Regions from separate parts of the Macaca mulatta genome. Here all the other regions are linked to region 3. Evidence: chromatin contacts called from public Hi-C data. All regions are on one chromosome and are shown on one strand. The core of a region is the stretch at or near the end of the contact, and the rest is flanking DNA. Distances in the headings are between cores, read along the strand shown.

The links. A called contact is a pair of places that touch in the nucleus more often than the background predicts.
Region 1: a Hi-C map of cortical neurons shows a contact between it and region 3, with 4 times the contacts expected there. The contact joins the promoter of NDUFC1 here to the promoter of ELF2 in region 3. A contact is called at or near these places in 4 of 14 Hi-C or Micro-C datasets (cortical neurons, fetal cortex germinal zone, fetal cortical plate and 1 more).
Region 2: a Hi-C map of fetal cortex germinal zone shows a contact between it and region 3, with 3 times the contacts expected there. The contact joins the promoter of MGARP here to the promoter of ELF2 in region 3. A contact is called at or near these places in 2 of 14 Hi-C or Micro-C datasets (fetal cortex germinal zone and fetal cortical plate).

What each region holds. Positions count from the first base shown.
Region 1 is chr5:148,173,847-148,176,851 of T2T-MMU8v2.0, reverse strand. It overlaps NDUFC1 (NADH:ubiquinone oxidoreductase subunit C1), which reads left to right and starts at 1,260. Exons shown (of 4, transcript XM_028848780.2): 1 at 1,260-1,357; 2 at 1,944-2,047. The coding sequence starts at 1,291.
Region 2 is chr5:148,156,651-148,159,929 of T2T-MMU8v2.0, reverse strand. It overlaps MGARP (mitochondria localized glutamic acid rich protein), which reads left to right and starts at 1,809. Exons shown (of 4, transcript NM_001193816.2): 1 at 1,809-2,070. The coding sequence starts at 1,989.
Region 3 is chr5:148,051,289-148,054,773 of T2T-MMU8v2.0, reverse strand. It overlaps ELF2 (E74 like ETS transcription factor 2), which reads left to right and starts at 2,212. Exons shown (of 11, transcript XM_078002285.1): 1 at 2,212-2,466.

The DNA of each region.
Region 1 (3,005 bases), core at 11-2,510, 120 kb before region 3:
TAATTTACTTACTTGAGCATGAGTCCAGGAGGCTCAAACTAGATTACAAACTAAAGTGACTCACAATTTAGCAATCCATTTAGCCACCATTTGCATGTTAAAATGAGCCAGAAAATATAGTACAATTAATTGACTTTCTGGTCAATAATTTTTGGTTAAAAAAAGATGTTAAAATAACATTGCTAAAGAGAATATAGGAGATTTGCTAACATTTATTTTGGTTTTAAAATTAATGACATAAGGTTTAACGGATTACTTTTAAAGGGTCAAAATGTATTGTCTGTTACCTATAAATATTTTTACTAGTCTTTAGACATCAGATTGAACTGAATTGAATGTACAAAGATCTGGCTCAATTGTGCAAGATAAAACCTATTCCTCAGAACAATGTCTTTAATAGGCAAAACCAAATAAATTGTTTACTACCACCAGAGAGTTGTTTAAGCTTCTCAACAACCCTATAGGTTGTATGTTACAGATGTAAAACTTAGGTATAGAGAGGTTAGGTAATTTGCCTCTTACTAGGTTAAGAAATCATAGAGCTAAAAAGTGGTGAGCAGAATGGCTTTGAACGCTGATTCTACAGCTTATGGTCTAGGGTGGTCCAAGTCTGTTAGGTGAGCTAAGGAGGATCACTAGATCTGGGGTCAGAAGACCTCAAACTGTATCCCACCTCTGCCATCTATGTGATCTTGAGCCCTTGAGCCTATCCAAGGCACTAATTCTACTTCACAGGTTTGTGAGGCTTCAGTATGATCGTGAGTGTAAATGGTGTTAAGAAATCTTTTCAACTATAAAATATGTCACCTTGGGTGAGTAGCTGTCTTTAAGCTTCATCTGTAAATTGAGGCTTATAATCACGGCATGATATGTGCTCATTGTGAAGATGAAATAAGGCAGTGAATGTAAACCATATGATACATTAATGCACCGTGCCTGGACCACAGAATTCAATCCAAGCGCTAGTTATTATTGAGCACGACACTTTGCTTTTTTCTGGCTCATGTAGGAAAATTTTAATAAACCTCTTGATGAATAGCCGTAGAGATGGGGTGAAAAACCCCCAGAGGACAGAGAATAGAAATTCTTTTTTCTTTTAATTACTTTCTTCCTAATTCCACTGTATAGACAGAAGGCTGAGGCCGGGGTGGTAGAGAACCTTGCGGTGCTGGAACTCACGTTGACGCCCCCACGGAGCTCGGCTGCAGAGCCCTGGAGTCCCGCACTTCCGCCCGCCAGGTGGCGCTGGTTGTGTTGCCGACTCGGAGAGACTGAGCCTGGCCACGCAAGATGGCGCCGTCCGCGTTGCTGCGTCCCCTCTCTCGGCTGCTGGCCCCTGCCAGGCTCCCGAGCGGCTGTGAGTGTCCATCCTCCTGCAGGCCGACTCTACCCTCAGATTACCCCTCCTAAGGCGGACCCAGCCCACGGGTGCAGGAGGCGGCAGCGGCCCGGGTTCGTCCTGCAGTGACCTTCGCCGGCCGTCGACTCAAGGCCCAGCCCGCGCCTGTCCCCTACGCAAGACTCTCCGCTCCCCATCACCCGCCTTCAGCACTTATCCAAGTGCAACCTGAGCACTCTTGGCCTTTGTAAATGGGCTTTGGGTCTCTGCCTTCCCCACCTCTGTACGTTCGGTCCCGTAGACTGGGAGAGGAGACACCCTTCCCGGGCGCCTCCTACATGACCACTCCCGAGTCGTCTGAGGGTCCGCAAGCCCTTAAATGAGGCCTTGAAGGCCTCGGGCAGGACAGGTGCTACCTGTCTAACTCTCCCAGTGGCCCTGGGCGAAGTACTTGACCTCTCTGAACCGCTATTTCCTTGGCTGTTTAAGTGGGAGATGGGGGAGTTAAAGGGAGAATTAAATGCGATAATACGCACGTAAATGTTAGGGTTTTTTCCCTACCAGGCAGTAAGTTACAGATTTACAGACCCTCTGCCCCTTTCAGCTTCAGCGCGGTCAAAGTTCTACGTGCGAGAGCCGCTGAATGCCAAACCTAACTGGCTGAAAGTTGGGTTGACCTTGGGCACCACCGTCTTCTTGTGGGTCTATGTAAGTACTTTACTCCCGGATGTCGTGAGACTACGCCAGCGTGGTGGGGAATGAGATAACATTGCGAGATTGAATGGTGCTGTTACGTGTACGTTGTATGGCAGTGAAAGTCTCACAACAGTAGGATATTTATATAATTGCTGATACATATTTCTCCAAAAGGGAAATCTCCAGGACTAAAAAGAAATTAAGATTTCAGCAACATTGAGAAAGTATGATGGGACTGAAATTTCTGTTATTGTTCCTTAACATGGTTTTGTAAGGAATGGCAGTTTTACTAAATAGTAATTATACTTTATTTCTTAATGAGAATTGAGGCTAATTGGAGTTTTATAAAGGTACCTTTTTCAGATGCTGTAGGGTCAAACCAGCAGTGTACAAGTTGTACAAATTGAATCCCAGTAGACTTTCAAAACATTAGGTTTTAATCAATGTTTGTATAAATACATTGCTGGAAATTATATATAGTGTGTAGCTACCTTTTTAAAAAAATTTTCAGGCCAGGCGCAGTGGCTCACGCCTGTAATCCCAGCACTTTGGGAGGCCGAGGTGGGCGGATCACGAGGTCAGGAGATCCAGACCACTCTGGCTAACACAGTGAAACCCCGTCTCTACCAAAAATACAAAAAAATTAGGCGGGTGTAGTGGCGAGAGGCCGAGGTGGGCAGATCACGAGGTCAAGAGATCGAGACCATCCTGGCTAATACAGTGAAACCCCGTCTCTACCAAAAATACAAAAAAAAATTAGGCTGGTGTAGTGGCGAGCGCCTGTAGTCCCAGCTACTCAGGAGGCGGAGGCGGGAGAATGGCTTGAACCCGGGGGACTGAGCTTGCAGTGAGCGGAGATATCGCCACTGCACTCCAGCCTGGGCGACAGAACCAGACTGTCTCAAAAAAAAAAAAAAAAAAATTAGCCGGGTGTGGTGGCGGGCGCCTGTAGTTCCAGCTACTCGATAGG
Region 2 (3,279 bases), core at 560-3,059, 110 kb before region 3:
TTGGGCTGGAAGTCAGAATCTAGCACTGCTTCCTCCAACTAGCTAAGCACATTTTATATCCTTTTTCTTTTTTTTTACTTTATTTTTTACATTTCATATCTAATGTGCTTTTTTTTTTTTCTTTCTTTCTTTCTTTCTAAAAAAGAAACAGACAAGATTTTGCCATGTTTGCCAGGCTGGTCCTGAACTCCTGAGCTCAAGGCAATCCTTCTGCCTCCGCCTCCCAAAGTGCTGGGATTACAGGTGTGAGCCACTGTGGGTGGCTTTTGTTTTGTTTTGTTTTTTGTTTTTCAGACAGGGTCTCACTCTGTCACCCAGGCTGGAGTGCACTGGCAAGATCTCAGCTCACTGCAGTCTTGACCTCCTGGGCTCAAGCAGTTCTCCCACCTCAGCCTCCGGAGTAGCTGGGACTACAGGCATGCACCACCACACTCATCTATGTTGTAAACTTTTTTTTTTTTAACGGAGTCTCACTCTGTCACCCTAGTGATTAAACTAGTTAACTGTCTTTTTGAGTATCAAAAAACCAATCTGATCATTGGCTTGTACTCTTCATATGAGAATATGTTAAATATAATTATAATTGGGTTCAAGACTATAACTTCTGAGAAATGTTTATTTACATAGCAAATGAACAAATATTGTGCCTGTTACATGTCAACAGAACTTTAAGCTAGAAGTATTATGTTCACGTCCTTTTTGTTTTTTTAATTCATGACCACCAGTAAATCCTTGGACATTCCCACCCACCACCTTTGCTAAAGGGAATAATTGCCACCTCCCTCAGAGGGTTGCAGTGAAAATTAAAAGAGATAATAGATGTGAAAGTGCTTTATAATGTTTCAAGTGGCAAACACACATAAGGGATTATTGTAGTAGGAAATGGTGTCTTCCAAAGAGTAATCATTTAGACAATGTTATAAACTTAATAAATTATTGGTTTCCATATTCAAACCATGACAAGTTCCTGTAGCCACAGTGAGACGGAAGAAACTAATAATTTAGTATTTTTAGTTGATGTGTTTTGTTTTGTTTTTTAGTTTTGGGGTGTTTTGTTTTGTTTTGTTTTTGAGACAGGGTCTTGCTCTGTCACCCAGGCTTGAATGTAGTGGCATGATCTCTGGCTCACTGCAACCTCCGTCTCCCGGGTTCAAGCGATTCTCCTGTCTCCGCGTAGCTGGGATTACAGGCACGCGCCACCACGCCTGGCTAACTTTTTGTATTTTTAGTAGAAACGGGGTTTCGCCATGTTGCCCAGGCTGGTCTCCAACTCCTCACCTCAAGTGATCCGCCTGCCTCGGCCTCCCAAAGTGCTGGGATTATAGACGTGAGCCACTGCGCCAGGCCGCTGATGTGGAAATATTAATTTCACATCCCATAGAGGAATATACAGTGTTTTTGGAGTTTATATTTTAAAGTCATTGTAACGGTGAACTGTCTAGAAATTCAATCATTGTCTGGAGATTTTCTTACGATTCTGAGCATCACGCAGTGCGCTAATGGAAGACTGAGGCTACCCCTGCGCTCCTTGCATTTGTAAGAAACTTCCCGCTATCCTCCCCTCTCCTAGGAAAGCTAATGGAATGCGTGAGATAAAGTGGGTTCAGATTACATCCAGCGTGATAAACTGTGTCCTTATCTTAATCTCGTCCAATTCTCAAAACATTTCCAGCGTGCTGTGAGGAGATACATTCAGTGGTACAGAACGAGTCAGGCGGGCGACGGCGACTTATAGGTTCCCCATCCCTTTTCTGAGATGCCGCGGTCAGCTCTCGAGACTTCAGGGAAAGCAACAGAGCTGGAGATGGGTTAGGGGAGGATGGTGAGGACTACAAAGGTCTCCCCACCTCCCGGGGGCCGCGGAGGCGGGGCTGGATGAAGGTCGACGTGCCTTCTCCGGGCGGGGCGCTGCCAGGCTCTCAGCCTCACTGTGGAAGTGCAGCCTGAGCCTGGGTACGGAGCCTGCTGCGCGGCGGACAGCGGGCGCGATGTATCTCCGCAGGGCGGTCTCCAAGACCCTGGCGCTGCCGCTGAGGGCGCCCCCCAACCCCGCACCGCTCGGGAAGGACGGTGAGTAAGGAGATCTAGCCCGGAGAGGAGGACGGGCGCCTCGGGTGCAGATTTCGCCGGCGCCCGGGTACCGGCCGGCACCCAGTTGGCCAAACCCGACCCAGAACAGCAGAAGCCTGGATTGGAGGTCGAGGAGAACGGAGGAGACTCCCGGGAAGACGTCCCGAAGCTTCTGCAGGCTTTGGAAGTAGGGAACTTTCCGGTGTGCCTCTGAGTCCAGATTAGCTGGGTTCGCATCCTGATCTTGGACAAATGGCTTAACCTGTTTCCTCATCTATAAAATAAGGGCGATAATAGTTTTGCTTTTTAATGAGTTAATGTTTGGTTAAAAGCACTTAGAAACGTGCCTGGCTGACAAAGTTGTAGCATACCACTTTTATTGTTAGAGGCACTATTCGCTCTCCAACCTCCTGAGGAAGCAGAGGAAGGGTGGGAATGAGCCGGCCCTGTAAGCATTGGGAGGCAGAGAAGCAGGGCCCGCTCAGTGGACACTGGGCGAATGTTCGTGGGGTAAATAAATCTAACCCTCGGCAGGGTCTCAGCAGCCTGAACCCCGCGAGCGCCTGGCTCTGAGATCCACAACCCCCAAAAAGGAAGCGGCCTTCGGGGCACTTTCCTTTGAGGTTGCAGGTCGTCCTGCAGCTGGGATGCGCGAGAAAAAGCAGGGTACTCAGAAATTAACTAAAGGGGGAGTTTCAGTGTGAACTGGAAGCTTATTAAATAAAAATGGACGTATAGAAAAGCGCCTCGTATAGTGCCTGGAACATAGTAGGTGCTTAGCAGGTGTGAGCAAGGAAGATTGTTTTTCTTTCCAGCAGCCTGCGGCTCTGGGACCAGGCTTGCGCTCCGGGGCGGTTCAGCCCCAGCCGCCTTTCCCTAGTCCCCATCCGTCACCCCTCTCTCTTCCACTCCCGATTGGGGAACGGTTCTTAGACAACATCGTGAAGCGTTTTTAATGCTGTCTTCGCTTCCCCTCGCTTTCTGAGGCTTCCGAGGTAATTTTAGCCCAGAGTATCCGGCCGGAGAAAAAGACGTGCGCGGAGAATTCCGTGGGCCGATTTTTTTCACGTTGATTGGGCCTCTGTTGGTGGTGGTGGGAGAGAAGGACGAGGTCTAACCAACTCGCTTTATTTTTCTTTTAAAATGCTGGTGGGAGGAAGTTACCCCTCAAGTATCAGAAACAAGACGTCTTCGTTTTCCTAGATCTTT
Region 3 (3,485 bases), core at 963-3,462:
TCCCATAAGTGATAAGTTATTTTACAAGAAGTGAGATAAAGACTCCCTTAGTAAGGGTGCTATGTTTGCAGAATCCTGTTTATTGTGTATTAAAGATTTTAATGTTACCAAAGCTTTACAAATTCTTGTCGATAGTCCTATGATTTAGAACTCAGGAATCCAGAAAACTTTGTCAAGAGTTAAGAGGATCTTTGATTAACACTCATGGTCTCCAGGTTTCCCCTGTGTTCAAGAGTAAAAAATTCTTAAATAAGAATAGGAGCCCTCACAGTTGCTGGGAGTACAGGCGTGTGCCACCACGCCGGGCTAGTTTTTGTATTTTTGGTAGAGACGGGGTTTCACCATGTTAGCTAGGCTAGTCTCGAACTCGTGACCTCGGGCAATCCACCCTCCGGGGCCTCCCAAAGTGCTGGGATAACTAGCGTGAGCCACTGCGCCCAGCCCAGAGTTGCTTTTTAAGACAGGAAGGGAAGACTCACCCCCAAGAAAATAGAGGCAACGACAATATTAACAAAAGAAAGAGATCATTACATTGTTAGGCTCTTCAGGGATTTAAATCTGGAGCCTCCTGCAGCTTTCTGACATTTGAGCCTTACTCTAGGGTGATTTCCAGGGTTCCAACGTCCCTTTCAAGAGAACAGCTATCACTTATATTCCTCGGGGTTCCTTCTTTGCTCCAGACTGGTTGTGAAGCCGTAAAAATGGTAACGCTGGAGCCCAGAAAGGAGCTGGTGAATACGCGTCAGGTGCCAGGTTCATCGCGGCGAGGCTGCAGGAGCCCGGGAGAGGAGCAAAATCAGCCCCGCGCGCACCGGGACAGGCAGTGCTTTGTTAAAGAAACAAATACAGAAAACGCTGGGGCGGAGAGCGGTGGTGGTGAAGGAATAGACTGAGGCGTTTGTATGCATTAACTGTGGCTAAGAAAGCCCATTAAAGAGACGCTCCTACGCAAGGCAACCCAGGGCACCGTGTCATTGGCTTTTGTGCACTTGAAGGCGCGTGAGAGTGCCCCGCTCGAAGGCTCCCCTTTGTGTGAAAGTGTGGAAACCAAAAGCTTGCAGCTACTGCTGGGTTTTCGTTTTCGAATTCGCAGGCACTTGGGCCAAAATACTCCCTCACCAAAACACTCTCATTCTCGCACCAACAACACTCAGACTTGAGTTACTTCTCCGTTGCTGACCGAGCAAGGAGCGACAATGGCTCGGTGCGGGTGCCCGCAGCTCCCCGGGCAGCGCCAAGGGGCCGCCCGCCGCGCTCCGCAGCTGCGCGCTGGGCCCCGCCACCCGACCGCCAGCAAACGCCGGCACCAACCGCCTCACGGCCGGGCTGTTGGGCGGGTGGTAATTTCTGGGAATGGGGCGGGGTCGCGGGTGTACTACGCCGGGCTTTTGCTAGCGGGGAGGAGCTGGCGGCGCCGAGGGGCGCGAGGCTGGCGGGGCGGTGCGCCACGTGCGTCACCGGCCGGGGCGGGGCCGGCGTCGCGCTCCTGGCCGGCGTCGCGCTCTTGCCGGAACCCCCACCTTTCACTTAGCCAAGGCTGAGGAGTGGGGACTGGAAGGACCGGGCTAGGAGTTTTTGCAAAACCTCGCTCCCCGTAACTGTCAGACTGCCCGACTCTGGGGCCATCTCCGGAGGAGAAGGGCGGGAGTCCTGAGTTGGGGATGCGGTTACGGCGGGGCCTGCGGGGCCCCTAAGTGGCGAGGGTGTGCGCGTGCGGTCCCGGCCGGCTGGGGGAAGCCGGCGGGCGCTGCAGGTGCACGCGCGGCCCCGTAGTCCTCACACGCCTGCCCCGTGCGGCAGAGCCCCCTGCATCAATCCGGGGCTGGAGTGGAGAGCGAGATCGGGGAGCCCCGGGCAGGGAGCCGGACAAGTGACGAGCGTCTTTACCTGGGAAGGCGGGTTTGGGAGAAGTTGGGCGAGGAGAGGAAGGCGGGATTCAAGAGAGCAAAAGAGGCAGGTTCGGCGGGCTGGTGGGGGCCTGAGGGCGGCGGGGCCCCGCGGGGTATAAATAGCCGGCCCGCGTTTGACAGGCGCTGCGGTGACTGGCGGTGCCGCCCCCGCCCCCCGCCGCGTGGGGAGGGGAGGAGCGCTCTGAGCTGGCGGGGAGGGGGAGGCGGACTCCAGTGTCCTGGTGGCGGCGGCAGGAGGCCGAGGGGGAGGAGCCGAGGCGGGGGGTGGAGGGAGGGGGCCGGGAGCGGGGCGGGGGCCACCATTGCTCCCCGCGCCGAGCTCTGTGTCGCCGCCGTCGCCTAGGCGGTTGGGGGTCGGTGGGGCGGCGCGGGCGGGGGTCGCTGCGCGGGGCGGCGAGCCTCTGTTTTGTCTCCTCCTCTCCCTGTGGAGCGGCTTGGGCTGCTGGGGAGGCCCCGGCTCCCTCCGGACGCTCGGCCAACGGCGGCGGCTGCTAGTCCGCGGCCCTGCTGAGAGGGAAAAGGACGCCGCGGTCTTCCCAGGCGTCGCGGAGAGCAGGTAAGAGCGCGGGCAGCCGAGGCTGGTGAGAGGGAGCGCGAAGGGCGCGGCGATAAAGCCTAGCTGTCCCGAGTGCCGCCGCCTCCCTCCGCGCCCCCGCCCCGCGCTTGTGTTGTTTGCTTCGGGGTATGCGGAGGGGTTTTCTGGCGGCTGTGGCGGTGACACCGGCCGGGGGCTGGGGGAAGGGGGCTGAGTGTCCCCGGGCAACGGTCGCGGAGCGGGACTTGGAGAAAGGAGAAGGCGCGCTGAGCGCCTGCCCGCGGGGAGCGCGGGGCGCGGGGCAGGGCTGAGGGAAGAGGTTACAGACCCCGGCGCGGGGGATGGGCCGAGCGCAGCTGGTCTCGCCGTGTTTACATCTCTGCGCGAGTCACCTCTGCCGAGAAGCGGACTGAACTGACCCGCCTCATCCCGCCGGGAGGCCAGGGCGGGGGTCCGGCTCCGGAGGAAGCGCGTCCTGGGAGGGTTTGTGTAGGGCGGGAGTCTGCGGCCGGCGCCGGGGCTGGGCGCGAGCTCGGGGCGGGACCTGGGAGGCTCCGGCCGCTCTGGGTGGCTGGGTTGAGGGGGGGTGCTGGACACCAGTTTCCTTCCCTGTCGTGCCTTATCGCCGCCGCTTACCTTTCCTTCCTGGCGCTGCTAGCTTGCACGACAGGTTGTACTCGGCCGTTCTTTTATTCTCGCTCTCCACGCCGGCACCCTGCTGCCATCTCCCCCTGTTCCCCGGGAGGCAGGGAGGCTTGGCTCAGATCGGAATCTGTTTCTTAAACAAAACAAAAACGGGCTCGTAACACGCACGTCCAGCGACTGCCTTCTGGATCCTCGCGAAGCTGGCCCTCAGGGACTGCGCGACGGGATGGTCTAGGGGCGCGGAAGGAGGACGGCGAGGGCTCTGCCAGGGCTGGATGCTGACTCTACCCCAGGAGCTTTGTGATCAGGGCAGCCGAGCCCTCTCTCTTGCTCCTTTTGGGCATTTTTATTCCATGTCCGTAAAGGACCGAAAAAATACTCCGTAACACCAAGAA